Regions from separate parts of the Mus musculus genome. Here region 1 is linked to region 2. A link is a contact called in public Hi-C data. All regions are on one chromosome and are shown on one strand. Each heading gives the region's core, a stretch centred on a gene start, on an enhancer-like site or on the middle of the called end of the contact. The rest is flanking DNA. Distances are from core to core; before and after follow the strand shown.

What was found. Hi-C and Micro-C count contacts between places; a contact is called where the count stands out from the background.
Region 1: a contact with region 2 is called in a Hi-C map of liver, with 3 times the contacts expected there. The contact joins two enhancer-like sites. A contact is called at or near these places in 2 of 39 promoter capture datasets (hippocampal neurons and liver), 14 of 484 Hi-C or Micro-C datasets (the C2C12 cell line, the G1E-ER4 cell line, the N1E-115 cell line and 5 more), 4 of 115 datasets of contacts at active chromatin or transcription factors (bone marrow-derived dendritic cells, bone marrow-derived macrophages, embryonic basal ganglia and 1 more) and 2 of 9 other capture datasets (adipose tissue and embryonic stem cells).

What each region holds. Positions count from the first base shown.
Region 1 is chr19:59,023,077-59,029,993 of GRCm38.p6, forward strand. Shtn1 (shootin 1) reads right to left here. Exons shown (of 17, transcript NM_001114312.1): 8 at 5,079-5,173. Among named protein-coding and RNA genes, the nearest start is that of Shtn1, 50 kb to the right of the region's middle. Within about 2 kb of position 1,590, at least 12 of the 459 cell types and tissues checked have an H3K27ac peak or open chromatin away from gene starts, as enhancers often do. A contact at or near this core is called in bone marrow-derived macrophages and liver, where this site is marked.
Region 2 is chr19:58,914,805-58,922,345 of GRCm38.p6, forward strand. It overlaps a transcript of Hspa12a not described here. Among named protein-coding and RNA genes, the nearest start is that of Mir3086, 6.8 kb to the left of the region's middle. Within about 2 kb of position 3,992, at least 15 of the 459 cell types and tissues checked have an H3K27ac peak or open chromatin away from gene starts, as enhancers often do. A contact at or near this core is called in bone marrow-derived macrophages and liver, where this site is marked.

The sequences.
Region 1 (6,917 bases), core at 340-2,839, 110 kb after region 2:
TTTTCTCCATTGTCACACCAAGTGGGATGGTGGACAATTCAAAGCATGATCTATTTCACAGACTAGAAGTCTCAGACCAGCAAAGAGTTACACTGTCAGGATCTTACTGCATCTTATATTGACACTGTAGCTTAACTGTATGTAAGGTGTGCACAGTAAGATGGCTCAACATAGAGCACACATGCAACCTCATCTGCTGTATAACATGAATGTCAGCAAATGTAACTCAGGACCAAATAAAATTTCTACAAACCTCTGTGTGAAAAGACTAGAACTATAGTGATTTACACAGTCTGCAAGCTTAGTCCTGGTCAATCAAACTCACAACAAATTGTATAATACAAACACATTCATGTTTTCTTTCCAATGTCCCAGAAGGAGAAAAAAAATGGCTAGAAGGGGGTTAAGGTTGGTGGCCCCTCAGTCCAGCCAATCAGTGAGTTCCAGGTTCAATGAGAGACCCTGTCTCAAAAACCAAGGTGGAAACATACCCAGTGTTGACCTGTGGCCTCCAAACATGTATAAGCTGCACACAGATGTACCTCCGCCCCTGCACACACACAATGACTGACTGGGCTTTTATTCTTTTTCTGTGCAGAGAAGCCTAGGAAGCAGCTATAGTGCTGTGCAAAATTCAGATATGCACCAGCTCAGAACAGGTAGAACACACAGTTTTAAAAGATCTACTTTTATTATTTATGTGTGCAAGTGTGTCTCTGTGTGTGCATGTATATGTCTACAAGGGTATCTGCACAGGGTGAAAAGGGGGAACATAGTTCCTTGGGGTTAAAGTCACACCGATTGTTTTGAGACACCTGATGTGGGTTCTGGAAACTGAACTCAAGTCCTCTGGAAGAGTAGAAAGTGCTCTTAACTGCTGAGCCACCTCTCCAGCCTGGTGAAACACAATCTGCATAGTACATGGAATCCATACTCCTTCAGCATCACCTCCTCTTTGGAAGAGTTAAAGGCACAGAGACAGCCACATGGCCATTAGCCAAGGTATTCTGCACAGGAGACTCAGACTATAACCAACAGGGTAGTTAATTATTAAAGATTGACACAGTGTCTTGAATATTTGAGCAGGGTCTAGCTGAAATGAATTATTTTAGTTACATTATTACAATAATTTTGATATATTTTTCCCCTCTATTAAAATGTAACTAGCCAGGCTCCCTCACCGGCTTCGCGTTACCCCAGGAATCACACAAAGGGTGGCTGAAGCAAAGCTTCAGGTTCCTTTCTGCTGCACTTGCTCTGGCAAAGCAGCTACAGCACAGAGTCTGGAGATCAAGCGGGGACACCCACTCCCTGTCACTATGAGTTGCGCCGTGGCACTGCACCATTCTTACTCCGTGACGCTCCAGAATTTGCTTTTCTTGGGAAAGAGAAACATTCTGGAAAACTTGCTTAACACCACACGAGGATAAAGTACACTGACTATGGCATTTTGAACACAAACAAGTAAAACTACCTCTGAAAAATCCTCCTAGTGTGAATTTCTTCCTCAAAACCCCCGTAGCATGTCCCAACCAGCAGTAACCTACTTGGTAGAGTGCTTGCCTAACATACGCACAGTCCTGCCTGGATTCAATTCCTGGTATCACCAAAGCTGGGAACAATGGCACATGTCTGTAATCCCAATACTCGGAGAAAGAGACAGGTGAATCAGGAGGGTTTCAAGGTTATCTTCAGCTACCTATCAAGTCTGATGACAGCCTGGGCAACATGGGACTATCTCAAGAGAGAAAACAAAACCAAAAGCTACCTTCCCTAAATTTAAGTGCTAAAGTTCAAGCTAAGAGAGCCCTCCCCTAGAACGTTCATTCCATCACCAAACACCAATGAGTCTGGTTTTGCTGTGGCAAGAATGCCTCAATTAGAGTCAGAGAGCGGTCTTTTACCAGAAGAAGAACACCATAGGTCTCAGAATTTCTAAGAAACCGCACATGTCTTTTTGAAGGATAAGAGTGAGAACAACAACAACAACAAAAACCCTTATGCTTATACAGAATTCACAGCAATACTCCAACAATGTCCAAATTACTCAGGAAAGGAAACTGAATGGGAAAAAACAAAAACAAAAAACAAGAACAAAATCACATTGAAAAGTAAAAGAAAATTGCATTAAAACTTTAAAATGTGATTGGCAAAATGGCTCAGTGGATGAAAGTGCTGGCTGGCTGCATGAGCCTGAAGACCTGAGATCAAGCCCTAGAGCCCATGTGGGTGGAGGAAAAGGACACACACAACACACACAATCACATACACATACCATAGCGAGCACACAACACACAATCACATACACACACCATAGAGAGCACACACAACACAGTCACATATACATACCACACACACAATCACATGCACACACCATAGAGAGCGCACAACACACACAATTACATATACATACAATAGAAAACACACATAACACACAAATCACATATACACACAATAGAAAACACACACAACACACACAATCACATATACACACCATAAAGAATACCCATAGCACACAATCACAAACCATACAGAACACACAAAAGACCCCACATAATCACATGTACACACCACAAATAAGTAAATTTTTCTAAAAAATGTAATATGTAGATGGAAAATTTAAGAACACAGCTCTGGACACAACTGACTCCTCTTGTTAAGAAGGAACAGGCTTTGGTTTTATTTTAAATAAATGAATACAAAAAGAAGGAAGTTGTCAGTTTCTGTTTTACGTGTTTAGAGTGGCTGTGTGTTTTTTTAAATAAGCACATGAATTCCTGTTGCAATTAAATTCATAAAACAAGTAAACCTCGATGTATATTTCTAAAACTGTGGACAGTAAGCATCTCATCTTTAACATACAACTGTCTATGGTACCAGTCTGGTACTGGGCACAACATGCAACAGTAAGCCAGTCTCCTGTGAAACAAGTCTCATGCCCTTAGCGGTAGTCATGTGTCAAAGCCCGAGATTTTCTTCTCAGCAATGGTGGTTTAAATCTCAGGATGGAGTTTAAATCTGAATGTGGAGCACTGCTGCACACACCCATGCTGCCAGTCGCAGAGGCCTCCCAGGTCAGCTTCCCCTCCTCATGCTGGTTCAGCACGGTGCCTGCACTGTCCCCGCATCTCAAGGACTCTCGCCTGGACAGCTGACCCTGTGGAAATCCTTCACTTGCCTGTTTCCCTACTCCTCCTCCTGTCTTCTCTGGCACTGTGGAGCCTTCTAAGTTGTCCTCTGAGCTGCTTTGTACTTTGCGTTCTGATATCATTATGCAAACAACATGCAGGAAATGAAAACGGCTTGGTAAGACCCTGCTACTCAGGTCACTCTCAATCAACCTAAGGTCTCCTCGTCTTCCCTACCCGCCCTTTCCATAGTCAATTTACTGGCACCATTTATAATCACACAGATTTTGTTCCAGAGGGCTTGGACACATGTCAATTCTTTTTCCTTTCTTACAAGTCAACAGAGAGCGATATCCATCTATCTGCCTTCCCTCAAACTCTCTGAATAAAACTGATCACAATGATTTCAAATCAGAGAAGCCTAGATTAGACCTTCTGTGGAGGTCAATGTTAGCTTAGCTATGCTTAGGCACAAGAACACAAAACAAAACAAAAGATGTAATATAAATATAGTGTAATAAATATAATAACAAAACAGAAACACAATCCAACTTTCAAATGTCATTCTTGCAACATGCTGTCTTTGTCCTCCCCCTTGGAAACCTCTTCCTGGACCACTTTCAGCTCCTTAGCCGCCTCCCCTCAACACAAAATTCTTTACACTCAGGCTCAAAATTCCAATAGAGGCAGAGCTCTTGTTCAGCGAAGCTCGATGTTTGAGTTCGGCTACCTGGTGACAGGTCATTCCCCTGGAAACCAGCTCCAGAGCCATGGAATGCCCAATACTCGAATGTCAACAGGGTCAGGTGGAAACAGAGACGCTCAAAGCTTGCCTCTAGCCTGAGAGATAAATCATTGCACTGACGAGTGGCTGAGGTAATGGGTGTTCAACATGGCAACATTCCATTAGCGATGAAAGAATCAACTCACAGAATGAGAGCCCCGGACGATGGCCAGGAGAGAAAGGTAGATACTATGACACCATCATCTAAGATGACACGGTCACAAAGCCCAGATTCTCAAGGCTGTTAGGCATTCCGCACTCAAGCTGGCCAGTCACCACCACGTGTTATAGGTCTCTCCATGAAAAGCCTTTTTCTCGTGTAGCATTATATTGCCTACAAAGTACTCTTAAAAGTTACTCCATTTTGGCTTGGAAGGATAGCTCAATTTATAAAGCATTTGCTGTGCAAGTAAGAAGAATTAGGTTCAATTCCCCAGAACCCCTGCAAAAATTGGGAACACAGTGGCAAATGATTATAATCGCAGACAAGTGGATTCATTGGTCAGCTAGCCTACCATATGACCAATCCCTGTGTTAGTCAGAGACACTGTGGATAGTGACTGAGGAAGACCCCTGGCCTCTATGTGCATGCACATACACGCACACACACACGTACGTTCTACTGCACTCTAAAATCTCCCTGATTTCATTTGCAAGGGCCTCTATTTTACAGACAGTGGAAGTGAAGCTCTAAGAGGACGGAGATGGCTTGGAGGTTGTGTACAGTGACAGACTTAGCAAATCTCAACCCATGCCTTCTTCCCCATGAATGTCAGGAGACTTAAAGTCATGACGCAGCAGCTCCCACCTGGCCAGGATGCTTTGTTTAAAACCTCCAAGTTCTAGTCAAACATTTTCTAAAATCTTCAGTTGACACCTAACAGCTGTGAATATTTACGGGGTACACCAGGGAAATCTGATGTATGTGTATAAGCTGTGATACTTAGATATAAGTCCCCTCATTGCCATCTCCTAAAACATTTGTCATTGGTGGTGGAAGCCTCACATGGCTCTCTTGTAGGTCCCTACAAACTATGTAACTTCTGTAAATGAGTTGTAAATGAGTCAGCCTACCACGCTAGGAACACTATTGCCCTTCATATCATTCAGCTTTATTTTGCCCACGGGTGTTCTGCGAAGTTCCCTGTTCTCTGTAGCATACCCACCTCTTGTGCAAAAGACTCTGCTTTCTTGCGAAGGTCCTTCTCCAGTTCCAGGTTCACTTGCAGTTCCTCATACTCTTCAACAGCCAACATGGACACTTAAGCAGACAGAAAGGAGACAATGAGCTGTGCAGAATCACCAGCAGCATGTGTGGAAAGGATTCTGCGTAAGGCTGCCATCTGTTCCTGGCTGGTGTGGAGTGGTGAGCTTTATGAAGGGTAGCTTAGCAACATGAATGGAAAATGTAAAACCAGTCATACTCCTAGACTCAACCCCACACTTCCCGAAAAGAGAGAATCAGGAGAACATACAGATCTGTGGTTCCAAGCATGTTCTTTGTACCACTGGGGAAACACCAACAGATTTGTAAAACACAGCACAGGAAATACTCTGCCATCAAATCGTATTATGAGAGGAAATATAAAAATTGGTATGTTATGTTTTCAAATAAATGTACTGTAAAATCAGTACAAAATAAATACATCTCTGGTTTTTTTGTTGTTTTGTTTTAGATTTTATGTGTATAAATATGTTGCCTACATGTTTGTCTGTTGTGCCACATGTATGCCTGCTGTTCACTAAGGTCAGAAGGTGCCAGATCCCCTGGAACTGGAGTTATAAATGGTTCTGAGCCATCAGGAGGGTGCTGGGAACTGAACCTGGGTCCTCTGCATGGGGTAAAAGTGCTTTTAGCCACAGATCCATCTCTCCAGCCCCAGACCAAAAAAAAAAAAAAAAAAACACATTAAGCCACAGACAAAACAAAACAAAACAAAACAAAAAACACCATATCACAGGCATTTCACTGGGCAGATCAAGGGATATGTGCAAGATGCGGTCAGGGCTGCTTAGTGAGACCATGCCCTCTTCCCCAACCAAAAATAATTACTGTAGGAAAGGTCTGGTCAAATAAAAGCACCATGCAATCGTTGCTGCTTTTGACATTCTGTGGCCTACTTTGTTAAATAATGATGCGGATAGGATGCAGGGAGCCGTGACGCCATTAGGAACCCAGCTCAATGCAAGCAGACAGCAGCTGAAGAGCCTCGCTCTGAGCTGAGTCGTATCAATAAACTCCCCGCCAAGACACTCTTAATGGCTGCTTTCACACTCTGTTCCACTGGGGCACTTCAATCCTAACTGACTAAGGACGGGTTTGCTATGTAATGACATAGAATTTCAAACTCTGTTCTTCGTAAACTACTGCTTCCTCAGACAGAAGCAGAACAGTCTAACTCAAGTAAAGTAATGTAAGTGGTGGTTTGTGCTGGGAATTACAGGTCCCTGAGGACTAAATGACTTTCAAACCTATTTAAAAAAAGAAATTCCACGAACAGAACAATGAAGACCGTGAGTCTCTGTAGCCCCAGGAAGGACGATAGGCTCTCTTTTTCTCTATCCAGAACACTATAATAAAAAGTGAATTTTCCCATGTCTAGGTTCCTTTGACCTGGATTCTGAAAGGAACTCTCCCGGTCCTGGTGGCAAGTTCATGTATCCCCACTTCTTTCTAGACAGGAGCTTCCTGAAGACAAGATCCATGTGGTAAACTCACAGTCTGCACAGTGCACAAAGAATGCAGTTTGCACGCGCTGGAGCGGGACCTGAAGAAAACCTACCATCTTATCCTTCTCCCTGGCTTAGCTTCCAGGCCCTTTCTTCAAAACCTCCAGCCAGTGAGCAACACAAAGGACAGGAACTACTGCAGGGAGGGCCTGGAAAGCCCTGTTTGTGTCCTGTCTTCCAAACTAGGACACTGGCTGGCCTCAGGACAGGCCAAAGGGAGCACAAGAAACGTATTAATCCTCCGGTGTGGTTTAGATGTGGCGTGGCCTCCAAAG
Region 2 (7,541 bases), core at 2,742-5,241:
CTGCCCCTGCCCCTGCCCCTGCCCCTGCCCCAGCTCCAGCTCCAACCCAGCCCCTGCTCCTGCCCCAACCCCTGCCCCGGCTCCAGCTCCAACCCAGCCCCTGCTCCTGCCCCTGCCCCAGCCCCAGCCCCAGCCCCAGCCTGAGCCCCAGTGCATCCATTTTACCCCCAACAACTGTCAGAAATCAAAGGGCATCCTGGATGTTAAAGCTCAAGGAAAGGTTGGAGAGTGAACCCCAAGCATCTGAACATCCCCTCAAAAAATCAACAGAGGCTGCTTGACCCAGGATAGCATGAGCTCTGAAGGACACGACCACCACAGAAATGAACTGCACCGAGGAAAAGTGCATTTCTCCCAGAGGAATCTAGTCTGCATTAAGCGTGAAAAGTTTTATGGAGAACTTCATGGGGTTGTGATCAAGTATAGAACTATTCGCCGTAGGCGGGCTGGAGACGGCAGCTCGGGAGAAGAAGGGCATCTCCCTGGCACACAGGAAGCCCTGGGCTCAGCCCCGGGAGCCCAGCATCACACAAAGCAAAGCAAGCAAGCAAAAAGCAATGAGACTTCATTGAAAAGCAAAACGGGGGAAAGTAAAGGTGAATACAGAAACTTAGAAAAGACCAAATATGGTGTCACCACTTCCACTGTGGCAAGAGAATCTGCTGGTCTTGACCATAACTGTGGTTATGTAAAGGTCTCTCTGGGGTTAAAGAACAATGATGTTTGTGATTTTCTGTATTACAAAGGGTGCGGCCTCTGGTTGTTCTACCCCAGTAACCTGTACAAATATCTCAAAATGAAAAGGCACCTTTATAATAATAATATATACACATATATATGTGTGTATGTGTATATTTATGTATACATACATACATGCATGCATAATGTTTATATATACCCATCAGGTGTGGTGGTACAGGACTATGATCCTGCCATTCAGGCATTTGAGTTGGGAGGACCAAGAGATGGAAGCCAGCCTGGGCTGCATAGTAAGATGTTGCCTCAAAAGAAAATTAGCTCTCACCTTTCTGTTCAAAGGAGGCTACAGCTCAACTTTTTTGGCCATCTCAAAACTAAGTTTAACTGACACCAGACTCCCTTACCAGAGAACCCCAAACTGCTCAGAGCTGTTGCCCTGAAGTGCACAGAGGCAAGGCCAATGGTCATACCTGCTCTGGCCCCAAGACTGGCCCAGTGTGTCTCTAGGATGTACATGGTGTGTCACTGTGGGCGGGGACTTTAAGACCCTTGTCCTAGCTTCCTGAAAGCCAGTCTCCTCCTAGAGGCCTTCAGATGAAGAGGCAGAACTCTCAGCTCCTCCTGTACCATGCCTGCCTGGACACTGCCATGCTCCTGCCAGCTCCAGTTAAATGCTGTCCTTATAAGAGTTGCTGTGGTCATGGTGTCTGCTCTCAGCAATAAAACCCTAACCAAGACAATAACTTTACCCACTGAGTCTTCTTGCCAGCCCCCGAAACAGTGCTTTTAATGGGATTGCCAGGATCACCCAAGAGACAGGACACTAGTGAGAGAACTTTCTGGAACTACTGTAGAGATCTTATTGGCTGCAGCCTACAGATGCCAGTCCTGTGGCATCAACAGTGGCCCTGTGCAATGCCTACCTAGTTAAGAAGCACAAGAGAAAAGACTGTCATAACAGAACATGTGATGAACACTTTTTAGGGGTTTGTAGGACTAGGAAGGACAGAAACAGGCATGCTCATGCATCACCCTGAGGGTGAACCCAATTAGGCAATATCTGTCCACATGTAAAATCGACCAATCCATGTATCCCACATCTAGGAAGCTGGTTTACAAAACTACTTGGACATGCATATTTAAGAGCACTCGTTTCTGTCGCAGACCTTGGAGAAAACAGTTGGGCACAATCTCCATTTCTATGAGATGAGAAGTTAAAGGTTCACATGTTATGTTGTGCCCACAGATGCACGCTCGTGGCATGAACGCAGAATCTCTAGGTGGGGGGTTCCATGACATGCTGCTGTGCACAAATGTCAGCGGGACACAGTATGTACAAAGACTGCACACTCAAGGTGGGGCAGCACGGTCAGCAGAAAGAACACAAGCAGGTGGCTAAGCACTTCCTCGAAGAGAGTATTCAACGCTCATCTCTGCATGCACCAACCCACTCCCGCAGAACCTGGGGAGCATGGGGGCACGGGGAGAGAATGAGAGCTGGCTTGAAGAGAGAACTCCTGTGAAAGAGGAGGACCCCACAGCCTGGATCCAGGTTCTACGATCTGTGTTGGTATCTAACACCCACGGCTTCTGCTGGGCGAAGTCAGAACATTCTTATAAAGCACAGACACGATCCCCAATCGTTTAGATCACACCTGCCTTCAATACAAGAGTCCAGGGACACCACCAGCACCTGGGGGTTCTGTGCCGGGTCTGTTCTTTTGTCTCCTGGTAGGTAGAACCCTTCTTGGATGATATGGTCGAGTCTTGAAAATGATAGGAGTGTCACTACGTTTCCAGAAACTAGATGTTTGAGAATGAGGTGTGTCTTTGAGTAGGATACAGGCTCTGGGGAGGATCAAGCACCAAGCCTCCCCCTGTTTGCTTGCTATCACGCGCCATTCCTGAACGGTTTCACACAAACAGGCCATTTGTAACGCCCTCCTAATCTGGACACTTCTGCTACTACTGAAACATTCACCTACCCCCCACTCTTTCCAAAATGACACAAGCAACCCACCAGAAAGTCCCCCAGACAAAGATCCAAACCAGTAAGCCCATGGAGCAAACGGTCTGGTCTCTCCATCATCCCCCGGCCGTGACCTGCGTGACAGCTCTTGTGCTCTTGCTTGGCCTGGGCATTTCCTGAATCCACGGGAACGATAAGAATGCCTACATTGTAGCCTTTAGTTACCATCCTGCCCATTAGTTCTGCTCCCACAGAAAGTGGAGTGGATGGGCTTTCCTTCCAAACCACTGACCATTTTTATTTTCCTCTCTCTGCCTGCCATCTCCAGAACTGTTTTCCTGAAGTTCTGGGTATATTCTTGCCTTGTAAGCTAGTTAGACTGCTGCAGGTGCTAATCTCGGCAAACAACTTGATGGGCTGAGTTCTGCCAGGCATTCCTCTGGTAAGGAGAATTTTGGCTGGTGTGCTGCTGATAACCTACTTGCTTAGCAACCATGAGGACCCGAGTTTATCCCTGGTACCCATATAAAAACTGAATGCAATAGGGAGTGCCTGCAATCACAGCACTAGGGAGATTGAGCTAGAAGGGTCCCTAGGGCTTTCTGGCTGGCCAGCTTATTAGCCATCCTCTGCATGGACATACACACATGCATGCACTCCCACACACAAGTGCACACATGCACACACGTAAACACACATACACATAAAATTAAAGCCATTTTTTTTTTTTTAAGTGTAACCAGGCTTCCCTGGTGCCCTGTGATGTAAGAGGTTGGATCTTTAAAAAGCAAAACTTGGGGCAAATCATCTGTTCCCTGTTTCCAGGTGGAGCTAGAGAGCTTCATCCCACTTGGGCTTTGGTCTCTCTGGCTCCCTGGGGTTCAGCAACTCCAACTCTCTCCCCACAATCCTCAACTCTATTCCCCTCCCCCTCCCTCAAGCTACAGCAAGACATCCCTCTCCCCCTCCCCAACTAGGAGAGGCATCAGGCACAGCTGTGGGAAAAAACCATTGTGTGTTCCTATGCAACAAAATTAAGTGTGTGTGCATGCGCGTGTGTGTGTGTGTGTGTGTGTGTGTGTGTGTGTGTGTGTGTGTGTGTGTGTGTGTAGGTGTTCTGTGTTTTTAACAAACTCCCCTCCCTGGTTGTTATAAGATTAAAACAATTTTCTCCCTCAGTAAATGCTCCCTTCAAAGCCACTGGAAGTGCATAATTTGCCTGCCCATTTTCACCTCTTATTTTCTTGGGGCGACCGAGAGTCCTATTTCCTCCACAGAGGCTGGCGTGGAACAACTGTCCAGCAGGCGGAAGTAGCGTCTCCATGACAGCTCTGATCAAGGTTTCGTTTTTTTTTACCCCTAACTTCAGCAAAGATCGGCAAGCACTGTCAGCCTTCAGCACAGTCTGCTTTGCGGTAAATCCCTCTCTTATCCCTGGTAAACTTAGTAGGCTTTCCACTAAAGTCTCGGGGAATCTTCGGAGAGTTCTGTGCCTATGTTAACACTACGGTTGAGGTGGATTTCCCTCCTTTAATCCCTGGATGGTTTCAGCTGCCGGGAAACCTAAACCTTTAACTGTGTGGCCCATTTTCTTCTCGTCTCCAGGGATGAGAACACAGAAGGTGTTTTCACAGAAAAATGGACATAAAGGATGTGAAACAAAAAAGCTGGCCTGTGGCAGATGTGGGGTTGGGGAGATAGCAACTCGTGATTGTCCTTGAAATCAAATAATAATAATAACAATAATAAAGTAAAAAAAAAAAAGGCAAATTCACCTGTCAGTGATCGGCAGTGCCAGTCTGCCACCAGGCTGCCGAGAGAGCACTCCTGCTGACAGCCAGCAGCCCCATTGACGTGAGTGTTTACATAATTACACAGGCAAACAGTGCAGTCTTTCCGATTTAATGTGTGTTTTAACAAGCCCTTCAACCACAGTGTGGGCTTCTGTAATCAAATCAAGCCTTTTCAATTAAAACACAATTAGAAAAGGTGTCATGGTGTTACTGCTACACACTTTGTAGTGCGTAGGGGTTTAAGAATTGCTGGACTGGAAATCTGCACTCACCCTGGTCGCCTAAGTGTGAACACCTCATGGGAACCCCAGGAGGTTATCTGGGCGTGCACGTTTGGCCTTAAATGATCTGTCATCCCTGTGATCCACTGGGGACTGAAGATGAAAACGAGAGGGTGATCCAGGGGATGTAGAGATACCTGTGGCTTTGACTTTGAACCCACGTGCCAGCAAATGTGGCAAGGACCAGAAGAGATAGGCACAAAGCTGCCAGAAATCTACCTTGCTGTGGTATTACAGCACAACGAATTTGGGGAATATTGAGTATTTTAGACAACAGTGAGCTCCCAGCATCATTTTAAAGATGTAAGACAAACACCATAGAAGATACTCAGTTTTCCAAAGGCCATAATGTTTACCTGTTTGTAAAACAAAGAAAAAATGATCCTGCCCCACAGACTCCCCCAGATGAAGGAGCCATAGAGCAGACATGCCAAGGAGCCATAGAGGGGAAGTGTGAAGAGCCTGTTTCAGACACAGGCGGGTCCCTCCCATCTTTACACTTCTGTCACTAATGTCAAAGGTGGCAGATTGGAGTGACACAGTGAGGCACCAGCTGCCAAAAAGATGTTTATCCCCAACCCCTGGGGGCCTGTTGATGTCACTGTATTCAGGAAAGGGTGTCTGTAGATGTAACCATGTTAAGAAACATGAGGTTAGGAGATCATCTTGGGATACCTGATCCTAAGTCCAGTAACAAGCGCCTTTGTCAAGGACATATGTAGCAATGGGTAAACACAGAGGGGAGTGTGTGAAGACAGATGCAGAGACTGAATGAGCCGGTAGAGATTCATAAACACCGTCTTTGAGCTTCCCGGTAGGCTCTTTTAACTACGGATTGTAGGGCTTGGGATGTGCCCAAGCAGACTCAGTGCCAGACCCTGGGAGGGCAGCTTGCAGGCTTCTTGCCCTGCTGAAAGCCCACCCTACCCAATACCATCTCTCGCTTTGGGAGGCAATCCACTCATCAGAAAACTCCTCGTTAGCCAAGTTGAGTGTCTTGTGTTACCTTGCCAAGAGCCAGGTTACTAGGTTTATAGAAGCAATAAAACTTGTGTTTTGTGGCACCTGGATCTGCTTTTTTTTGGCCTTGATTTACTCTACCTATATATTTGATTATCTACACAACACATTCTCAGTCCTTCATTCCAAGCCTGTCCGTAGATCATTCCCGTTTCCATATGAAGTGAGGAAGGTGGGCGTGGCCACCGCGTGCCTTGTACTTGAAGTGAGGATCCCAGAAGTGACTTTATCTTTCTAGAGAGTTTAGCTACAGGTTTGGAGGGATCCGTGATCACGGTGTAGCCTTTAACTTCTGTTCTGGGCTCTTTCCTAGATGTAAGCAAAAGAATGGCAGATCTCTGGACTTCACTGCTGGGGTGGACATCATTTACCCATCGTGACTCTCCTTCTGTGTCCAGATTTGTCACTGTCAACATTGCTCCCTGAAAAGCCAGACGATAAAATCCACCAAGCTACAACTCAACAGGCTTACCTTAAAACCCAGTAGATGCTTCCTCCACACAACTGACCAGGCAACTATTTTGGGGGGTGGGAGGGGGACACCAGCACAGACCACCATTATCTTAATGGCACTGCCCTGGCACACACATACCCTAGACCTTCTAGAAGACAGAAGCTCTTGGAGTCAGACATGCTCAGACTCAACACCAGGTCTTGCTCTTCCCACCTGAGTTTGATCAACTTTTTTGAAGTCTTAATTTCCCCACTTCTGAAAACGGCATTTTGAGAATAAGATGGTAGAACAGAAGAGTCCAGTGAAGCGAACTGATACCGAATAAGTATTGGGTTATGTTAGCATGGCTGCTGCTACTGCTGCTGGTAATGACTGATGATAATGATGATGATGGTGGTGATAATGATGATGGCAGTGATAGTGATGATCATGATGATGGTGGTGGTGGTGGTGTGGTGACGATGATGATGATGATGATGATGATGATGACGACAACAGCCTACTTCAACAACTCAGAGGCCTGTTGTCAGGTGTGGTGGCTTGAATGAGAATGGCCCCATTGACTCACATGTTTGCATGCTTGGTCCTCAGTTAGTGGAACTATTTTGGAAGGATTGGGGGGGGGGGCGTCAGTGCGGGTGGGCTTTGAGGTTTCAAAAGCCCATGACAGCCTCAGTGTTTCTTCTTTCTGCCTGAAACTTACAGACTGGATGTGAGCTCTCAGCTACTTCTCCAGTACATACCTCCCGCCTACCTCCGTGTTTCTCACCGTGATGATCACGAACTAATCCTCTGAAAATGTAAGCCAGCCCCCTCCATTAAACATTTCTTTTCTAAGTCGCCTTGGCCGCGGTGTCTCCTTGCAATAGAACAGTGATTAAGATGGCAGAAGACACCTGGGATTTTATGTGGTGGATGGTTCCCTCAGAAAGCTGGAGTAGTGCTTGCTTTCTGGTGCCTCAGCAGGCCTGCCTGGTCCTGCCACTCCATCTGCTTTGGTAGAGTTTCACCCCTCAAACAAGGCCATGGTTGGAGAGCTGCTCCCTCCTGGGTTCAACAGAAAAACAGGGAACAGCAGAGTGGAAGGTGGCAGCCGTGTAAAACTCACATGGTTTCCACCTTCAATTCTAATTGCACAAGGTTCGTGGTGGGAAGAGACACAGTTTGGCCTGTGGAGGATGGCCTCAATATTTCCACCCTCCTGCTCTAGCCTTTTGGGTACAGGGATTACGGGAATGTTTTACTGCACCTGCCTGTCAGTCATCATCAGACATAAACCTGGCCCAATTTAATGGTCTCTTCCTTTGCCACAAGTCCATTATGTG